Linked DNA regions of Rattus norvegicus: region 2 is linked to region 1. A link is a contact called in public Hi-C data. All regions are on one chromosome and are shown on one strand. The core of a region is the stretch at or near the end of the contact, and the rest is flanking DNA. Distances in the headings are between cores, read along the strand shown. Region 1 holds the start of Eif4g2 (eukaryotic translation initiation factor 4, gamma 2). Region 2 has its middle 50 kb from the start of Usp47.

Region 1 (5,244 bases), core at 1,425-3,924:
TGTCATCTCGTCTAGTGCTTCGTGCAGGAATCCATTTCTGAGCGTTTTGCCCTGGGGTTTTCCCCAGGAACTCGCTAGTTTAATAAAACACCAATGAAGTGGCTTACAATTAGGAAGAACACAGCATCCACTCACAACAATTGTCATACCTACCCTAAAACTCCTAACAGAAGGGAGAAAGAGCCACCAACCCAAAACCTTAGGCTTCACTTCTTCCCAACAACAAAACAATTCTGTAAATCTTTTCCAAACAGAATCATCCAGATGGCTTCTTAAAACAGACTGGGAAGCCCATTCCCAATTTCTGCTCGAGTAGGTTTGGGGTAGTACCTGAGAACTTCCATTTCTGAACACACACACACACACACACACACACACACACACACACACACACACACACACACTCTCTCCCAGGCAATGCCAAAACTGCTGGCCCAGGCACCAAACCTTGAGACTTAATACTAAAATAAAATGTTTAACAAGCAAATTCCACACAGACCACTTCACAAATACCCTATAGTAGGGACAGTAATTTTGGAATACCAGCAAACATAAACCAAGAGGATGAAAAGCAGTTTGAAATTATGAATCCACATCAAGATTACTGATGACTTCCCAAGAATTATCCTGTTAGGCATGGGGAAGTCTTTAATCAAACTGACAGTTTTAAAAGTTAACTGTCTTATAAGTTTTACCATACCTGTTGCCAGCAGTCTTGGGATAGTGCTGAGGTGCACCCCTACTTCCTCCTCCGCCCGAAGAAGCACTATTCAAAAGAAAATTTTTACTATACCAATTATGCCTCTCTTGAGAGGGACCCTATTTATATTTTAGAAATTGCACAACAAAGTGAACTTTGGCCTAAAAGAAAGTGAACCAGAGGCTAGAGTTGGCTCAGACGTTGAAAGCCTTTCAGTTCCTAACACCCACATGGCAGTTCACAACTTTTAACTCCTGTCCCAAGGGATCTGATGTACTCTTCTGACAGTGTACATAGAGGTGCAGACATTACATTCAGGCAAAATAACCCACCCCTGCTGTGTGCCTCCAGGTAATGTATTTACTCTTTAGAAAACAATTCTAGACGCACAGCACATTAAGTGGGATTTGGTAATGACTTTTAGGACTGGCCTTTGCAAACACCCCCTTCCCATGTGTCTACCCACACCAAAAACCATACCTGAAACGAGAAGCACCCCCTTCTGCAATCGCACTCTCCACTTTGGCGGCTTGACAACGAAGAATCTTCAAAAGAATAATATTAATGGATGGGGTGGGGAGGGGAGGGGATGGTAGAAATGAAAAGCCTGAAAAGAGAGAAAACACCAAAATTAGGTACAGCCATATAGAGTTATAAACTTTCGATTATAATTTATTTCAGCTTTCAGCACTGCAGCTGATTAAACTTTCACACTGCATTGCAGCCCTCAGAAGACTAAAACAGAACGAAGTCAAAAACCACAAATACACAGTAAAATCTTGTTTAGCCACGTGGATTCCCTTAGTATTCAAGGATGCAAAGAAGTTTTTGTAGAAAAAGGAAAAAAAATCTGGATACTGCCTAGGACGCAGCCATATTATGTATGAGGCCTTTAAAATTTAACAAAACGCTACCAACACTGGTGGTGCTATAGGGAAATGTCTGCTGTACTAATATGGGGGGCCGGGGTGGTGACAGGCCGGTCAGAAGTCTCATTACCCGGTGTTGGGCAGCCTTCTCCTTCGCTCGTCCTTATAACCCCTCTTTACATAGGGCGCGTGTGGAAAGCCGCCGGAAGACCGGGGCCACAACATGGCAGCAGGCACCTCCGCCCCACTCTGCGCGAACAAAAGAGCAGCGAGTTCCTCCCCCAGGCCCTGTCTGGCTCAGCTTCCGACCGGCGACTAGCGAGGGCCCAGGACTGGGCGGGAGGCGCCCCCTCCGGGCTGGCCCTTTGTTCTCCCGCAGGAAGGCCGCCTCCTGCCCACCCGTCGCCTCCACCATAAATCCCCCCGGCTGACAGCGCCTCGGCTGCCATGGCCTACAAAGGGACTGAGATTCGCTCTCCGCTTCGCCTGAGTGGGGCATCCCGCAATAGGGCCCACACACCTCCTCCCCGCCGGGAGGCCGGGCTCCGGACTCGTCCGCCTCGCTGGTCCCGCGCCAACGGCCGGGCCCTGCCGCGGGCCGCGTCCCTCCCGCCGAGGCGCGAGGCCTGCCACGCTCGCACGCTGTTCCCGGATCCCACGTCAGGATCCCGTCTGCGCCCGCCACTAGACCTCACGCCAGCCTAGCTCTTTGGTTGGCACGGGAAGGAGAGCAGAAGCCATAGATTTCTAAGTAGCCCAAAGGCAGAGGAAAGGCCGCCCCGCCCGGCTCCGCCTGCGGCCGCCATTTTGTTCCACTCGACAAGAAGCGGCCAGGGGCGGCGGCCATCTTAGAGGGCTCCGCTCGGCGGCGGCGGCGGCGACTCCACTCACCTTCACCGAGAACTCAGCAGCTGCTACCGCAGCTGCCTCCTCTGGATCCGGTCGTCGGGGACGGGGAAGGGAGGGGGAAGGGGAACGGAAAACAAAAAAGGGGGAGGGAAGGGGGAGGAAGGAGACGGGGACGGCTTGAAACTCAGCTCAGAGGAGTAGCTGCTGCAGCCACCACCTGGTACCCGCCGCCACCTCCATAGAGCTCCGGCTCGCTGCTGGCGCTGAGGCGTGTCTGAAGCCGAACTTATCACTCTGCGGCGGCCGACCCACCAGAGCCTCCCCGAGTGGCTCCTTCGCTATCCAATCAGCAGCCGGGCTTCCGTCCGCTACCAATCCGCGCAGGGCGGCGGGGAGGAGCCAGCGGGCAAGCTAGGTTGCGGCGCAGCCCCGCCGCAGTGCGCAAAGCCATATTCGCGAAGGCTCTGGGGCCAAGCCAGTGGCGTAAGGGCGGCGGGCTGGTGAGCTGCGGGACTCTTGCGTTGCGCCCGGAGTCCTGTGAGTGTGCGTCGCCCGGCCGCCTGGTCTTCCTGGGCCGGCGCTTTGTTCCGGAGTCCGAGTATCATGCTTGCCTAGAAGAGCCTCTCCGCCTCTCCTCCCTGACCCGCCCGGGCCTGGCGTCCCGAGAGCTCCGCATGGCCTCGCGGCCTGGCCTCTGTCAGGCGTCTGGGAGCTTTGCTGAAGTGCCCATCGATAGGAGAGCGTTCTGTTTGTTGGTCCTCCATCTGCAGAGTAACGAGAAAAGGATCAAAGGCAGGGCTTTGTACCCCAGGCTACAGGCAGCTTTTCCTCAGAATGCTTGGCCTACTGTCACCGAGCTTGACCCATAATATGCTAGGCTGGCTTGAGAAGGGTTTGCAGAGCGCGGGCATGTGGAAGATTTAAAATTGCAAACTCATTAAGTTTTTCCTTCATTTTTAACAGACGTTAAAGATGGGCAGCGCAGTGTTCATTTTACTTAAGGGCTATATAGGAAAATGAAGGATTTCAAACTATACTTCCAGGTGGTATTTTAAAAAGGTGGTATGTATTTCCAAAAATGAAGGTATGTGGGGTTGGGGATTTAGCTCAGTGGTTTAGCAAGCGCAAGGCCCTGGGTTCGGTCCCCAGCTCCGAAAAAAAAAAATAAGAAAAAAAAAATGAAGGTATGTAAACTAGAAACGCCCCTTCTCTGTTAAGCATGCATTTTTTTTTTTTTTTTTTATAAAATGGGTGACTAAACTAAAAGCACGTGTGTTTTTAACAGTCATGATTTAGAATTCATCCCCCAAGAGCTGGGCTTTCAAAGACCCAAATGTAATTTGACATGTCTTGGTGTTGAAAGACCTAGTCCTTAAATAGAATTTCCAGCAGAGAATTGTACTTTCCTTAAGTCGGATAAGAGTGGCTTTGAAGAGTTATAATTCTAGCATCCTTAGATCTTTGTCTTAGAATTAATGCTTTTAAATAAACTTTCACTTAAACTAAAAACTGTAAAAAGCATTTTTATTTGGGGGATTATTTAAGTGTAAAAAACATTTTTCAGGAAAGGGGCAATTTTTGAAATACAAGAGATTTCTCTTTGTATAACTTCTGTAAGGTTTTAAACTTGTAGAAATATATGATATTTTAGATTTTCACAAGTGGTTTACATTCCTTATGATACACTAAAGACATCTGTGTGATAGAAACAGTGGTCAAAAACGCCATACTCACTATACTAGTGTATGTCAAAGAATAGTCACTTGGTTCTAAAACATGATGTCCTAAATAAAAGGAACTAAAATATATCTTAATATATTTATATTATCCATATATATAATAGAAATAAAACAAAAACTAAAATATAAAGTCCTAAAATAAGGAACTTGAATTTAATTAAAAATTTTTTTAAAGGGACAGCAAGGTGGTACTGCTGGTAAAGGCACTTGCCAAGTCTCATGACTGAGCTCAATCTCAAGGTCCCACATGGAACAAAAAGAGAAGACATGAGCAAGCGTGAGCACGCGTACGCGCGCGCGCACACACACACACACACACATACACGTTAAAAAGGTCTTTTCAAGCTTTGTTAATTGCAAAACTCTGTTATGAGTTTTATATGCAGGTATGTGAGGTGCTGAGCTGTCAGGGAATGAACCAAGGTTAAACATAGATTTAAAAATCAACTTTTCAGTCATAGAAATAAGCATTCACAAGTTTAAAGTTTTCACCATATTTTAGATGTGTAAAATTTCAAGTAATTGGATTTGAAATGTAACCAAACAGCTTTATATGTCTATTTTATTCATTTCTAATAAGTCTAGAAAAGTGCTAAGAGTCTTGACTTGTTAATATATTTTCACATTGTTTTAATCCTGGCAGAATGTTTTTGTTTACTGAGCCTCTCACCATGGAGTTCAGGATGGCCTCAACCTTAGTATCTTTCTGCCTTATCTTCCTAAATATAATCTATAACTGGGATTCCTGCACCACACACCTCACTGGTTACTTACTGTTCCAAGCACACACTGATGTCATTTCTGCTCAAGGATTCCCTAATCATGTAACTGAGGACCAGAGCTCTCACTTCTGAATTTCAAACATCTTCTTGATTAGAAGCAAATTTATAGCCTTATTTGGTTTGAACCACATAATAGTTTTGAGCAACTTGACACTGAAATATTAAGAGATTATATACAAGGAAAAGATTTCCATCTTTTTTCTTAAATCTTAAAATATAACCTTGAAATCCCCACAGGGCAAGTGTAGCTGAGTAGATGTTTTCTCTTGGAATGGGGATGTAATTTAGCAAACAGTATAGCACTT
Region 2 (5,686 bases), core at 1,943-4,442, 910 kb after region 1:
GATGGACGTAATGTTCCTTAAAATTGCTTTAACCTCCATGATTCCTAGTGCCGTGGACTTTAATCTCCTTCATCCTTTAAACACAGAATCTGAACTTCAGTCTCTTCTCTTCCCAGCCCAACCCTCATGTTCCCACACCATGACCCCAGAGTGATTAAAGCTGAATTTGTAAATTATGTAGCTTGTAAATTTGGCTTGGTTCCAAAGATGAGTCAACTGAGGAAAATTAATTTTCATGTAATTAAAACTATTCTAACTTTTATTTTAAAATAGCTGTCTCAGCATAAGTAGGATCGGCAATAATATATTCGTGCTGAGCAAACCTTGGGGGAATTTGGACTGTCCTCATTTAACAAACAGATTCAGCACGCTCCTCAGCCGAAAACTGGTTTTTGACCAACACCAATAACTTCTGAGAGAAAGAAAGAAAATCCTCTTTATTCGAGACTCTGGGTGTTATTTAACTCTTGTAAATGGTACTCAAACTAGCATGAGATTTCACTGAGTTTAATAAAATACTACCTAATTAGGAAGAAGTGCTCCTACTATCTCCAGAGATGTATTAATATCATTAAAAAGAACATATGCTTGAAAGTCGCACGTGCATTTATAATTTTGGTCCCTTCTGAATGTGAAAGACTGTTTAATTAAGATTATTGCTATCTATAAAGCGTTTTCTCACAGGAAATGTTCTTCACTCTAAGCTACATATCTTCTCTGGAAAAAATACTTTAAAAGAAACCTTGAGACTGTTCAAGAATATAGATTCCAATTGTGTCCTAGGGAAGACGTCCTTCACTTCTTATTACACTTCTACGCTATGATAGGACCTCGGCAGCTTGCACATGTTCCCTTTTCTTTGTGGCAATTCTGTGATAATACTTTTTCACAAGTGACTCGGATAAATAAACTAATTCAGACAAAATGCAAAAGACAAGAGGTGCTGGAGAGATGGCCCGTCTGGTAAAGCCGGCCTGAAGACCCTAACAGCACATAAAAGCATTGTGGGTAGCATGTGCCTGTGACCCCCGCTCTGAGGTAAGAGAGCTGAGGGGAAAGGCAGAGACAGAAGATGGCTGGAACTCACTGGCAAGGAAGCCTGGCCCAACTAGTGATAACTAGTGAATTCAGTGAGAAATTCTGTCTCAAAAGCAGGTGGAAAGCAAGTGAGGAAGATACTCGGTGTTGACCTGTGTCCTTCAGCATGCAACCTCATTCAGAAATAGAACAGTTTCGGCTATAATTACTGAAGATGAAGTAATAATGTGGAGGGTGGGTCCCCACTCTGATAGGATGGGTGACCTTATAGAAAAGAGAATGTGAACAGACATGCACATTGGGGGAAATGCCAACGGCTGGAGTCAGGTACTGAGATAATACAGCTAGAAGCCAAAGATTGACCGGGATTAGCAGCAGGGCCTCTCGAGCAAGGAGAATAGTACGGAGTGGATGTTGTCCCCACTGATTTGAGGGACACCTTAAACCTGGATTTCTAGCTTCCAGAACCTCAGAAGAATCAAATTTTCTTATAATCATATAGCTTGAGGTAATGTGATCAGCCTAGCCAGATGACAGATTCCCATTCCAGAGTTAAAGGTGTCTCCTCTAACCTTGGCCACATCAGCCTCTTAGGGCAGAAGACAGGAGCTACCTGGACTCCAACTGCTGCACCACCACAACCCGGAAGCCTCTTCTGAGGCTTCCTCCTGTCACCCCTCACTCCTCTTCCACCACTTCCTGAAAAGGTCAATGCCTCAACCTCTATGTCCAACGTTTTTCCATTACTATTGGTAACATTTTTGAATAACTAGTTTTTTTAATCATTTATAGGCCAAGTATCCTTCAAATAGCATCTAATTCAACATTCACAACCCCCTTGGAGGAAAGTGTTTTCTTCTCCATCTTACAGATGAGAAAACTGAGGTTTTCCAAGGTTAAGCAACTTGTTCAAGACCACACACAAAAGGTAAATGGCAGAACCAGAAATTAAACTAGTCTGTCAGTCCCGAGCACTGTCACTGTTGCCTCTTATTGCTTCTCTACAACCAACTCACTTGGCTTCCCCCTCTGAAGTCTTACCGAAGTGCACTACTTTTCCTCATCCCTGTCGAAACCATCCTGTGGACTCTTCCTCACAGCCATTTCTTCCTACAGCCCAGCTCTGAACTGTGGGTACCTCAAATTTCTGTCCAAAATGGAACTCCTTCCAAATACGCTTTGCCTCTGTTCTTCCCAGTCTAACATCCATGCATGGAAATTCTGTGCACTTCATCAACTTCGGCCTTTTGCCTTTTTACAGTCAGCTGTATTAATTTTACTCTAAGACATTTCTCTAGAGTTCCTTCTCCCTGATCTTCCTAACTCAGCAGTACTGAGGGTACTGGGCATCCCGTCCTCCCCTCACCCATCCCATAACTAACCCTCTCTAGGCCACTCATCTGCTCAGGTTGCTGAGCCCCAGGGCTTAGAAATCAGCTGCCTTGGAGACCTGAGTTTGGTCCCCAGAACCTTTGTGAAAAAAAGCATGGCGTGTGGGATGAGCTAGTACTCCTAATGCTTTGGAGGAAGAGACGGCAGGTCCCTGGGGCTTGTTGGCCAACTAGCCTAGCCTATTTGGTGAGCTCCAGACTAGTGAGAGATGCTGTCTCAAACTCCATAGTGGATGGCACCTGAGAAACGTCCAAAGGTTGTTCTCTAGCTCTCTCTCTCTCTCTCTCTCTCTCTCTCTCTCTCTCTTGTTCTCTCACTCTCTCTCTTGCTCACTTGCTTACTCTCGCTCTCTCTTGCTGGCTCGCTCTCTCTCCCTCGCTCTCTCCCTCACTCTCTCGCTCTCTCTCGCTCTCTTGCTCTCTCTTTCTCTCTCTCTCACACACACACACACATACACACATGCACACATACACACACACATGAGTGCACACACAAACACACACACACACACACACACACACACACGCATACACATTCACCACAGACACAAAGAATCCAGTTTAAACTCCTCGAACAGGCAAAGATCTGATGTCTGTGAAATAAAACGTCCAGAAGTTCTTCATGAACCCAGGCTTTCCTACTAATGTTTCAAGCTTTATTCAAATGTTTCTCTCCAAAGCTTTACCTCGGGGCTGAGTCAGTCATGGGTGTCTCTCCCTCCTCCGAACTTCCTACACATGGTGTCATGTGAGTCAATGTGGCTCTCTGCAGTGATTCAGCTGTTTGTCTGTGTGTCTTATAATCCCCATTAGCTGTGAGTTCCTGCTGGACTGTGATTCACCTTGGCATTTACCAAAGCACTTAACACAGACCCTGGTGTGGGGCATTTACCAAAGCACTTAACACAGACCCTGGTGTGGGGCATTTACCAAAGCACTTAACACAGACCCTGGTGTGGGGCAGCTACTTCTTACCAAAGCACTTAACACAGGCCCTAGTGTGGGGCAGCTACTTCTTAGCTACTTCTTAGTTTTTCTGTTTTGTTTTGTTTTGTTTTGTTTTGTTTTGTTTTGTTTTGAGTTTTGGACACAGGGTTTCTCTAGCTGTGCTGGAACTTGCTCTCCCAAATGCTAGGATTAAAGGCGTATGCCTCCTACCTGGCTCCTAGCTTAATTTTTAAGGACTCTACTGATATATTAGCCAATCTGACTGCCAAACTACTTAGAACTCACAGAAATCAGAGCAACTTTTGAAGTACATTCAAATAACCACAGACACCGGGTGACCTAGCTCACCCAGGTTCCTTGATGGACTCGGCGAAGGCTGTTGTGATACACTCTGGTGGGGAGCACTGTAGGCTGAGCCTCCTCACCAGCACCAAACTCCTTCTCTAGTTTCCCACCACACCCTGGGAAGTAAGAACATGCCATTATCCATCTCCATAGGCCAGGCTACAAGGTGCTAGGTGCAGGCTGAGCCTCTCCACCATGATAAAAAGTGGTAACTGGTGCCAAATTACTCGCTTGTCAGGCTCCATTAGTCTCTGTTGCTCAGGCTACTCCTATGCCCAGAGGGGCCACCATCAGGAGGCTCCAACGAGTCCCTGGAACCTGAGTTCAGGGGAAGTTCAAGATCATGTGAAAGAGAGAGGGAAAGTCCAAGGTCTTAAATCATGAGGATGCTAGGCAATTCTCACTAGTCCTTCATCCAGAGCATAGCCGGGGTGGGGTCTGGGAACAAGAAGCTATCTTATCCTTGTATATTTGAGCGTCCTGGGATAGGAAGAGTGCCATTCTCACGACTTCTGGATAACACCGAGAATAAACTAAAACAGAAGGTCAACAGATCAAATGCTGGAAGTTTGAATTTTTAATCAGATCTGGTTACTTCCCAATAAAGCAAGCAAGTCTAAAAACTAGCGGAAATCCATTCTCTCCACCACATACTTCCCAGTGATAGTTACAAGCATTAAATAGAGAGAGTAGGTATAGTTTGTTAGGGACGTGTGTGGGTGTGTGTGTGTGTGTGTGTCACATGGCAATTGTATATGGATGGGAGCCTAAGGCATGGGAGAAGAGACTGGAGATAGATTTGACCAGCAAAGGCCTTATATATAAACTATTGGACCTTTATCCTGCCCAGTGATAAACTATGGTTATTAGGAAACAAAGTTGCAGAAGAACCAGTAATATCCCAAGGTCACATAGCTTCTAAATGCCAGTCACTCTAAGATAACAGGGAAAGTAAGAGAATAGTCTGTTTTAAGGGAAATGAGATATTCATAGAGGCCCATGGGCAGCTGTTCATTCCTGGGTAATGAGACAAGAAGCTAATGTAGAAGCAAGCCGCCCTGGGAGCCATATTAAGTGATAGACTTTAATCTTGCCAATGACCGGGAACTTCTCAAACATTTTTAAGCAGGAAGTGTCACAACACAGTTGCGTTTTAAAAATGAGAATACGAACTAGAAGGGACAAAAATCAGAGGTAAAGAGAGGAGTTGGGAAACTGTAGATGTTACCACGAAAGTCATGACGACAACCCTGTGCCGCCCTCGTCTCTCTGATGAAGGAGAGAAAGCCTTGGAATACAGAGATTCTCCAGAAATACTCAGCAGATAAAAATCACCAGATCTTAGGCCACATAAGGCCTTCACTGACCTTATCATCAGTCTCTTCTCCCATGCATCTGGCTCCTACGAACAATTGTCATGTGAGTGGTACACTGGTGTTATATCAAACTATGCCATAATGCAAGAACAGATACAGGCCTCTCAGTCTGGAAAGATGATATCAAATAAGTAAGAAAATGGAAAGGTTTGTGTTGCTGACCACGGGAAGGTGGTGTAGCCAGGGTTTGGGCTTGGGTAGAACTGAGTGGTCTGGAAAGCTCTCTGAGGAGATGGCATTCGGACTTGCTGAGGCCGCGTGAGAGGCAGAAAGGAGTGGTCTCTCAGATTAGAGGAATCCAAAGCTTGCCAGGGCAGCCAGGACAAAACGGAGCAAAGAAGGAAGTAAGGTCAGAAAGAAGCTGTGGACAGATCATTTGTAGTTTGTAAAGAAGGTCAGGAAGCTAAATTTTATGGGTAGCTGGTGGGAGAAAGAAGTGACTTCATCTCATTTAAGTTGCTAAGCAATCACTATAGATGCTTCATGGGAAATATCAACATAGCATGGGTAAAAGCCAGGAGGAAGGTTTGTGGTGTTCCATCAAGAAAACGTAGGAGCTGAAGAGATGGCTCAGAGGCTAGATTCTTA

The links. A called contact is a pair of places that touch in the nucleus more often than the background predicts.
Region 2: a contact with region 1 is called in a Hi-C map of the A7r5 cell line, with 4 times the contacts expected there. The contact joins the enhancer-like site here to the promoter of Eif4g2 in region 1. A contact is called at or near these places in 1 of 12 Hi-C or Micro-C datasets (the A7r5 cell line) and 1 of 1 datasets of contacts at active chromatin or transcription factors (oligodendrocytes).

What each region holds. Positions count from the first base shown.
Region 1 is chr1:174,625,578-174,630,821 of GRCr8, forward strand. It overlaps Eif4g2 (eukaryotic translation initiation factor 4, gamma 2), which reads right to left and starts at 2,675. Exons shown (of 22, transcript NM_001017374.2): 1 at 2,461-2,675; 2 at 1,181-1,307; 3 at 701-766; 4 at 1-74. The coding sequence starts at 1,221.
Region 2 is chr1:175,533,944-175,539,629 of GRCr8, forward strand. No RefSeq gene overlaps it. Among named protein-coding and RNA genes, the nearest start is that of Usp47, 50 kb to the right of the region's middle. Within about 2 kb of position 3,193, at least 3 of the 93 cell types and tissues checked have an H3K27ac peak or open chromatin away from gene starts, as enhancers often do. A contact at or near this core is called in the A7r5 cell line, where this site is marked.